Regions from separate parts of the Zea mays genome. Here region 1 is linked to region 2. Evidence: chromatin contacts called from public Hi-C data. All regions are on one chromosome and are shown on one strand. Each heading gives the region's core, a stretch centred on a gene start, on an enhancer-like site or on the middle of the called end of the contact. The rest is flanking DNA. Distances are from core to core; before and after follow the strand shown. Region 1 has its middle 28 kb from the start of LOC103636474. Region 2 holds the start of LOC100274887.

Region 1 (4,742 bases), core at 1,783-4,282, 50 kb after region 2:
TTACCAGCTGAGAATTAGGAGTCTTGAGGGTACCCCAAATTATGGTCCCCGACAAGTTGATTTGGAGGCTTAGAGAGGATTCAATCTATTTGATGTGTCTTGGAGTGGAGTGTTTTGCTCTTGTATTGAATAAGATGTTTGGAATGTTTGGATGGTTATGAATGAGGTGGTTGGGGGTATTTATAGCCCCCAACCACTTGCATAGCCGTTGGTGAAGGCTGCTGGCGATGGGCGCACCGGATAGTCCGGTGCGCCACCGGACAGCCACTGTGCACTGTCTGGTGCGCGTCACGTCAGCGCAACCGTTAGGGTTCGGAGCTAGTCGATCGTTGGAGCCTTTGTCGTCTTGCTGCACCGGACAGTCCGGTGCCCCTCTGACTTCGCTGCTCTGGCTTCTGTGCGGCACTGTGCTGCACTGTTCACTTGACAGAGCCGACCATTGGCGCAGAGAGTCGTTGCTCCGCTGACGCACCGCACAGTCCGGTGGCACACCAGACAATCCGGTGAATTATAGTCCCGAGAGTGGCTGGTTTGGAGTTGTACGGCCTGGTGATGGTAAAACTGGATGTCTTACCATGGGGTAAAGCCACGCATGCTTGCAGCCATTTGGTTGTCTTGTATTCTTTATTACGGACGACGCGGGCTGCGTGGGTTCGAGCGCCATCATTTGGGCTATACCGACCCCTGGCCTTCGTAGCCCTGGGCTTGGTGAGGCTCGTCGTGTTGCGCCCTGCTAGACCTGCGCACTCAGGCCTAGTCCGGATAGGTCATGAGTGTGTAGTGGGTGGGGTACTTGCGGGCCATAAATGCGCTGCAGTCCGAGGGGCTCGTACGTCATGAGTGCTCTTTACCCCCAAAGGTTTGTAGATCATGAGTGGGATGCAGAACGATGTCTCTACTGTGGCTCGGTACCAAGCACGATTAATGCTGTCGGTCATTTATGAAAGGTTGGTTTTGGGCCAGGCGCGGGGTCCACTCAAGTGGTTTCCCTCCAACACGCCTGACCCTTGTCCGTTTCGCCACGACTGACTTCGAGTTCGGTGTCGCGGGGTTCATCCAAGGACGTGTTCTTCTAGGCTGGACATTACCTGTCACCTCCGATCGACCATCGGGCCCAGTTGGTAGAAGCCATTTCCCCGGTGTGCTCGCTGGTCGATGGGCTCTAGGGACCGGGGATCATATCCCCCATAGCTAGGATAGTCCATTGCTGCTACATGTCTCAAGAGAGACCTCGTTGACGTGAGTTGTGTATGTGCTCCTAACGATACTTCTTTGGTAACATATCTTGTGCATCGCGTACATCATTGAAGACACTATGAGCCTACTTGTTTCAGCTTTTTCTGACGAGCTTTTCTAAGGATCTAACTGTGGGATGAATCTGAGTATTGTTGCTTTTCTAAGGATCTAACTGTGGGATGAATCTGAGTATTGTGGGAATTACGTGTGGAGGAAGATGAAGTGGTCTATAGGGTTTCGAATCTATTTGAATGTTTTTTGAAAAATGTGGTAAAATATTAGACGTTCAGCCGTCCACAACAGTTTCTAATAACTAGAAGCTGGAAATAAGCTGAACATCATCTATGTTCGAGTGTGAATTTATTTTAGACTTTTTTTTGAAATGAAAGTATTGTAGGAAGGTCCTACAATTTATTCTAGACGTTGGTTGATGTAAAAGTTAGCTCAGCCAACAGTAAGTGAACTAGCTTCTTATCGATGTGCTAACATAATTAAATGTTACTAATATTTTGTATGTATCGTGTAATTCATGTTCATCGTTGAAGATATTAGATACAACTATATATTATACGTTGATCAATCTGAAAACCGATTAGACTATGAATGGGGCGATGTATATTTTCAGTATAGATGTCCCAACAGTGCGGGCCGCCCGTTTGGCCCGTGGCACGACACGAATTTAGCCCCGTCCAAACACGGCCCGACACGGTCGGTTACGGGCCCGGACCGGCACGGCCCGTTTAGCGGGCCAGGTATGGGCAGATACGGCGGTCCGCGTGCTTTGGCCTGGCCCGGCCCGATAAATGGGTCGGCCCGACGGCGGTCCGCATATTTATGTAAATACTAAATATATAAATACATTTAATTCTCTCATAATATGTAAATACTAAATACGCGCCCAAACATATATAAAATGCATACATGAATATAAAATGCATACATAAATATTTTTGTTGCCTTAATATATGTAAATAATATTTATTATATATGATTAATTCTGTTAAATGTATATATTTATATACCGCTCTACTGTTGGTTCGGGCCAGTGGCCGGCCCGGTACGTTGAGGCCCACCGGGCCAATGGGTTGGCCCCGCACGATTTTTCCCTGTGCGTGCCGGGTTTAGGCATGTCCCTAGGCACGTAGGCCAGCCCGACCCGACCCGAAGCATCAACGGGCCGTGCCGGGTCGAAACGGGTTCGAGCCGGGTCCGTGCCGGGTGGCCTGTTTGGACATCTATAATTTTCAGCGATGGACTGATTTTGTGTTCGCTGTGAATTAAAACCAGTTATTTAATCTGCTGCAGCTACAATCCACATAGACAAAATCTATAAAAATAAATAAGTCTTTTCGGATTAAAACCAAACCAAACGGACAACTTTGGTGTTTTATTGCGCCACCGTGTGGTTGTGCGTCAAGCCGTCAACCACGTGCTCCTCACTGTGGCGACGTCCCGTTAAGCGCCATCTGAATATATCTGGGTTCGTAAATCGTAACGTTAGAAAAGAAAAGAAAAAAATGATAGGGAATGTGAAATCACGGTAGTCCTCAGCAGGATCGTCATTTCGTCAAGTAATAAAGAGATAAAATCGGATTTCATGATCATGCGTAATTAAAAAAGGGAAAGGGACAGTGTGGCAAAAAAAATTTCCTGGATTGCTATGGATCCAAACCTCCTAGATTCCATGGGTTGGCCGTTAGGAGGCCTGTCGGTCGTGGCCAACTGGCCATTAACATCCACGAGCTAGTGGGTACCTAAGGCACGTACGTATTGACGTTTTCTTTCGTTCATGGGCTGGGCCAGCATCAGCAAGAGAACAGACTCGCTACCCGATGGTTGATGGGCTAGAAGAGTGACCGTCCTAGGCTGCAATATCGTCAACGTTGACATTAATTTGCGTGCCAGACTGCTGTGCAATGAAGCTTTGTTATTAGCAATGATTTTTTTAATCTTTAATCCTTTTTAAACTACTTTTAAAAATAATATAAGTGTATTATTTCTTAGAACTAATCTATATGACGGCACTGGTCTCCCTACCATAACCAAATCGAACAATTGTACTGACGCATTTAGGTGCCGTATGGTTCACATATTTGTGACGTAATGGGTAACAGATAACGTTAAATCATGTTTGTTTTAGTCCAATCGTAATCAGATACCACACTAAAATTTGATATCAGTCTATTTAAATTTGTTACCGCCAGTAATCGAACGTAAATTATTACTATTATCATTTGTGTTATATTTTTTGAACCAAACAGCACTTTAGTGTGGTTGGCCAACATGACAGGCTAGCCGCACACTAACAAATGACGTGGCACTCCTCATATCGGCCGTGCGTCACACGTGGAACTGTGGAAGGTAGTCTGCTGAATTCCAGAGACATCCGGAGAAGAGCGATGGCGTTGTTTTCTTGTCGTTGCTACCAAATCGAACGGCTGAGAACAGGTAAGATGAAGTGGACGTCCGGTTTTGCGCATTTGCTCCCTGCTTTAATATGGGGTCCATGTGGATGCAACACTAGTAAATATGGTATTGGACATTTGGACAGTCAATTGATTTAGGAACCACTTAATCCTTCTCCAATGGTAGTCGGTGAATCAATGTGATGTTCAATAGGCATTGCTAACAATGACTTTGATGTGGGTTCATATGAGTAGAATGAGTAGAAGGAATAGGAGGAGGAAATGATCTCTGGTGATGATAGCAATTATTTAGATGGCTTTAAAGAGTATGACAGTGATTATGGAGAGGGTACGTCATGATTTATTTTTAATTAGAATGATGTAAAAGTATTTTTAAAATATTATCTTTTTATTGATGATGTATTTGGGGATATTGAGATCATACTTCAATTTTGTTTCGGTTATTTTATTGCTCGTAGTTATGCTTATTATTCATTTAAATTGTTGTTTGCATTATATCAAACCTTAGTATATGCAAAGAGGATTTGACATTTTATGAGTACATAGAAAGATGGGAATATGAAAAACCATCACATAAGTCATGTTGTACCACATGTATAGATTCTATTTAGTCGTCTTTAGATAGTAGGAGTTTTACTTTATATAGATTGCTTTATTATGTATAGGTTTCAAAACAAAACATTTCCTCAAATAACATGCAATAAACTAGTCATGTGATCAATATAGAGTGTATAAAACAATAATTTACATATATAATGGGTGTGGATTCAAGCGATGAAACACTAGTTGTGAGGGAAAAGATCCTCGGGCCTCTGGGGCCCACTAGTTAGAGAGAACACATGGAGGAGGACCTCCGACTACCTAGGACCACCTGTCTGTCAGCAAGGGAATAGGGGAACCGACTACCTTAAAGTACCCACACCCGAATAAACCTCGAGGCACCGAGCCCGAAGTCGGGAGTGACAGAGTTATAGAGGAGGACCAAGCGAACCAAAAGGAAAACCACTCGAGTAGAATTCTCGCCTGGACCGAGACTCACCCGCTAAAAATGGCCAACCGCATTAACTACGCCTTACACTG
Region 2 (4,383 bases), core at 131-2,630:
AAATGAATTTTGACCGTTCTCCGTTGGTCAGAGGAGGTTTGAGGAAGAGCTCGTTGGTCACGTCACACGACTCCCCACAACTCTTGACGTGGGCTGTGGGCACGCATGAGGGAGGAAAAATTAACTCCCATATAAAAGGATCGTGTGAGCTAGTAGTTAACTATAGGTAGCGAGATATCCTGGATCAATTTGGATAAGAGAGTGAGATCATACTATATAAAATATCTGTAACCGTAATATGGTGGCTGAAATAAGTATCTGCTAGTTACACAATGCAAATAACTGCTTAATAAGATGAAAAATGCTGTTTCGCTCAAATGTAAAATAGAACTAGCAATACGAGATTTCAGGCCGGGCACGCAAAAGATGAAAGTAACCAGTATGTTTCTCAAGTACATCAGAACAGATGCGCATACAGATGAAAGGCAAAAAGAGAGAGAGAGAGATAGAAAAGAGGAAGGAACAAATACAAGAACGAGGCCGCTAGCATCCGCGCGCACACGGAACCTCCAGAGACTCTACCGGTACTTCCTCGACGACGAGTTCATGAACCTGATGCACTCCTCCACCGCTTCGCTCTTGTGCGAGTCATCGACGACGACGACCGTCGTCGGCGCGGACGACTGCTGCTGCCGCCTGCTACTACGCCGCCTCGCCGGCGTGCCGCAGTCGGGCGAAGCGGCGCCGGCGCCTGCTTGTGCTCTCTTGGCCGCCGTCGTCGACGGGGGCCGAAACGCCCTGGCGATGCTTACCCGCGCTCGCCTGTAGAAGCGCGCGGCCGTCCACCGCGCGGTCCGCAGCAGGCGAGAGCCGCACGCGCCTCGCACTCGCCGTTGCCGAGGTCGCTCCTCCTCCCGGTCCCGGTCCGGCGCCGACGCCGTCCGGCCCGCGGACCGCCTGGTGGACGGCAGGGAGATCATGGGCGTGATCTCGGCTGGGCTGATCCGTGTACAGTCGCTCCCTTTCCTCCTCATGCCGTCGGTCGGATGATGCCTGATCATGCAACCCCCCCAATATAGTGTGCGCGTAGCGTATGCGTGACGGGGACAGCCTAGCTAGTCGCCGCCGCCTACGCACGAGACGTTTTATACGCGGCAAGGGCTGGTGCGGTGGTGTGTGGTGGTGCCTGTGCTATGCCTCTCGGCGGTCTCAGCTCAAAGGCCGGCCTGCGTGCGAGTGTATGTGACAAGAGCATGGAAGGGCTGCGAGCTGGGAACACAGCAGAAAAGAAAAAGAGGCAAAGGGAGACACAAGGCTCTGAAAGAAAAAGGCTGGTCGACCTAGTCTATTTGACCGCTATGGTGGCATGGATCGGATGAGAGAAGCGAGCAGCAGAGAGCAGAGTGCTCACGGTCACGGATCGGCCTCCGCTCTTCTATATGACCAGGAGCCGGAGCCGCCAAGGGCTTTGCAGCTTTAAAGCAAGCAGGGAGGGGAACCGGAGCCCAGAGCAACAGGAGACGAGACGGTATATTCTTGTTGCCTTGCGCCGGTGATGGTGACCGGAGAATATTTATATTTACAGTGGAAGCGAGCAAGCAGGATCTAGCCGAGGCTGGAGATGGAAAAGTAATAAAAGCAGAGCGAGAGGTGGCCGAGCTCGCAGTTCTTTTGAGGCTGGCAGCTAGCAAGGGCCGCGATGAACTGCTGAGTGCTGGAGCTCCCAGACAAGGCGACGCGACGCGACGGGGAGACATGGCCCCGGTTTGGTTCAGCTTCTTGGGGGCTTCTGGCCATCAGAAGCTAGAAGCTGAACCAAACACTTAACTTTTTAGCCAGCTTTTATAAAATTCGTTTAGATAAAAATCATTCAAAATCAACATAAACACATAATTGGTTGAGTTATTGTAATAGTAGTAATCCGTCACTTTCTAGATCCTGAGTCCTATGGACAAGTTTATCTTTCTTCGCACGTAATCCTAATAATACTTAAATTCTCTACACAGTCAGATTCTCAGAAAAGCTGGTAAAAAAAATTGAACCAAACAGACCCATGGAATTGGCGGGACGGGGCGGCGGTGCTCGCGGAAGGATAGGGGACAGAGTGGGGCCTGCCCCGGCGTGCCCGTTGCCCGAGGCATGACGACATGGGACGCGACGTGTCCGGCATGGACGGTGCGGCGCGCCGCCACCAATCATTGTCCATTTCGGGGGACGTTTTCTCGGGAATGTGGGTGGGTGGGTACCCGATCGAGCGCTGGGACGGGACGACAGACGACTGCGTTGCCTGTGCAGGTCGTGGTCAGTCGCAGTGCTGCAGACCTGCAGCAGTACGGCGGCCAGGCAGGGTGTGCCGTCGTCTTTTGCGCGCGCGCGCGCTACGCTACGCTATTTTTCCTATGGGTTTTCTGGCTGCGTATACTGATCGCTCGCTTCCGGATTGTTAGACCGTGTCAGCCGTATGAAAATTCAAAACACGACCGCACTAGTTGTAGAGTGAAATTTAAAGAGGGTACAAGGATAAATAAACTGTTAGATCTTACATCTAGTTTCTAAAATCTAGATAAAACGGCGGAGATATTTGGATCCTTCCGTTGTTAATAATCTGGATTTATTTATAGTTGACTGAGTTACAAAAACTAGCTAAAGCTAGGTATCAACAACTTCTACTTTTTCAGATTAATTCTGAAAAAAAAACTGGAACAACAAACGGGCAAAAACTAACATATTTAAATCCAACGTCTTTTGAAATAAGATTATTAAAATTTAAGGGTCTGTTTGGTTCGGCTATAGATTTCTGAAAATCTAACTCTACCTGTAAGTTGTATGAAAACTACTGCGAGCTAACACTTATCTTAACCTAAAATATGTTTGGTTCGAAAAGGTGTGGGTTCTATGACGTACAACTATAGAAAACTACTGCATGTATCAATAACTAATTATGCCAAAAGGGTAGGGTTTTACGAGAGATGGCTTCTATGGTTTCTATGACGCACAACTATAACTATGACGTACGGTTGTGAGAAAACTAATGCGACCTAACAGTACGACCGTAGTGTACCCTATTGCGCTTACTTGAAAAAGGTGATATGAGATTTATCGGGGAAATGATCCCTGATCCCTGGGACCCGCCGGTTAGTACGTGAGCGCGCTGAGAAAGAGCCCCTGATCGCTCGACCTGCTAGTCAGTCAAAAGAGGCAGGTGTGCCAACCCTGTAAGGACCCGACCTAGCTCGGTCGAACCGCGCGGCACCGAGCTCGAGGTCGGACGTGGCAGGGCAACAATGGGCCCCGTGAGTCATAAGGGAACCTGTAAGTGCAATCAACCCTAATTGAGGGTTTTGGTGATTAATGACAAAACAAACTGAGATTCTAACAAGTTTGCTCCTAGCATGTACACAGAAATTCTACAGACAGGAGAAGCATAAATCTTACGAGCATAAAAGTATAAAGCACAGCGGATTTAAAATTCCACATCAAATGGCGTGCTCCAAGTGCTAAGAAACAACGGCAGTGCTAAATTTATAATTCTTGAGTCATAGGAATCACCGTGCAATTAAGAGGGATCCGCGACCGTTAAGTAAGTTGTGCAACGAGCCAAGTTCAAAATCTTTTGAAAACATCTTGGAGATCATTTTTCCAGATCATGAATGCCCTTGAGAAAAACAAATTTTACTTCCCACAAAGACTCCGCCTTTTGTTCTCTTCAAAATACTCAAAATTTGGTTTCAGCCCCCAAAACCGGTTCAACCGGTCCTGAAACCGGTTCAACCGGTTTCGGTACTGTTCACCTGCCACCTCTGCTCTGACCTGTCTGACAGTCAGAGCTGTCAGAAAAGTCGCAGCAAATATTTTTCTAAAACCGGTTGAGCCGAATTTTTTCCTTACTCAGCCGGTTTTGAAACCGGTTGAGTCTCCGGCTGAGTAGCTCAGTGGACCGAGATCCCCCTGGTAGAAACCGGTTCAACCGGTCTGAAAACCGGTTCAACCGGTTTTTACTCTTTTTCTCCCAACGGCTGCCAGCTTTTGGGGGATCCTTTATATACCCCCTCACACTCTCTCTCTCATTTACTCCTGCCTCTCCCACGAATTCTTGGCTGACCAACCTTCAAACAAGCGCATTCATTTCACCTTTCACACCCGCAATCGCATCTCCTTCAATCATTTGAAGGACCCTTGGTGTGAGGTGAACTCGATCGAACTCGCTGTCAATTTCAGCTCGATTCTCCCATTCTCTTTGTTCTTGAGCTCGTTGCAAACTTAACCGTGTGCGGATTTGTTACTCTTGGAGCCTCATGTTCCTTGACGGTTAGAGGTTGCTTGGGAGTCTCCAAATTTGTGGACGACCCCAAGAAGTTTGTATCACCCGCTCTTTGAGCTGATTTGAGAAGAGATTGCCTTGACCTTTGTGGTCGGCTTGTGGAGGATTAGGGTTGGAAAAGA

Evidence for each region. Hi-C and Micro-C count contacts between places; a contact is called where the count stands out from the background.
Region 1: a contact with region 2 is called in a Hi-C map of ear, with 3 times the contacts expected there. The contact joins the enhancer-like site here to the promoter of LOC100274887 in region 2. A contact is called at or near these places in 7 of 25 Hi-C or Micro-C datasets (ear, leaf, root tip and 1 more).

What each region holds. Positions count from the first base shown.
Region 1 is chr8:173,879,734-173,884,475 of Zm-B73-REFERENCE-NAM-5.0, forward strand. No RefSeq gene overlaps it. Among protein-coding and RNA genes, the nearest start is that of LOC103636474, 28 kb to the right of the region's middle. Within about 2 kb of position 3,033, at least 18 of the 20 cell types and tissues checked have an H3K27ac peak or open chromatin away from gene starts, as enhancers often do. A contact at or near this core is called in ear, leaf, root tip and 1 more, where this site is marked.
Region 2 is chr8:173,831,236-173,835,618 of Zm-B73-REFERENCE-NAM-5.0, forward strand. LOC100274887 reads right to left here and starts at 1,381. Exons shown (of 1, transcript NM_001149146.1): 1 at 355-1,381. The coding sequence starts at 1,001. The coding sequence ends at 519.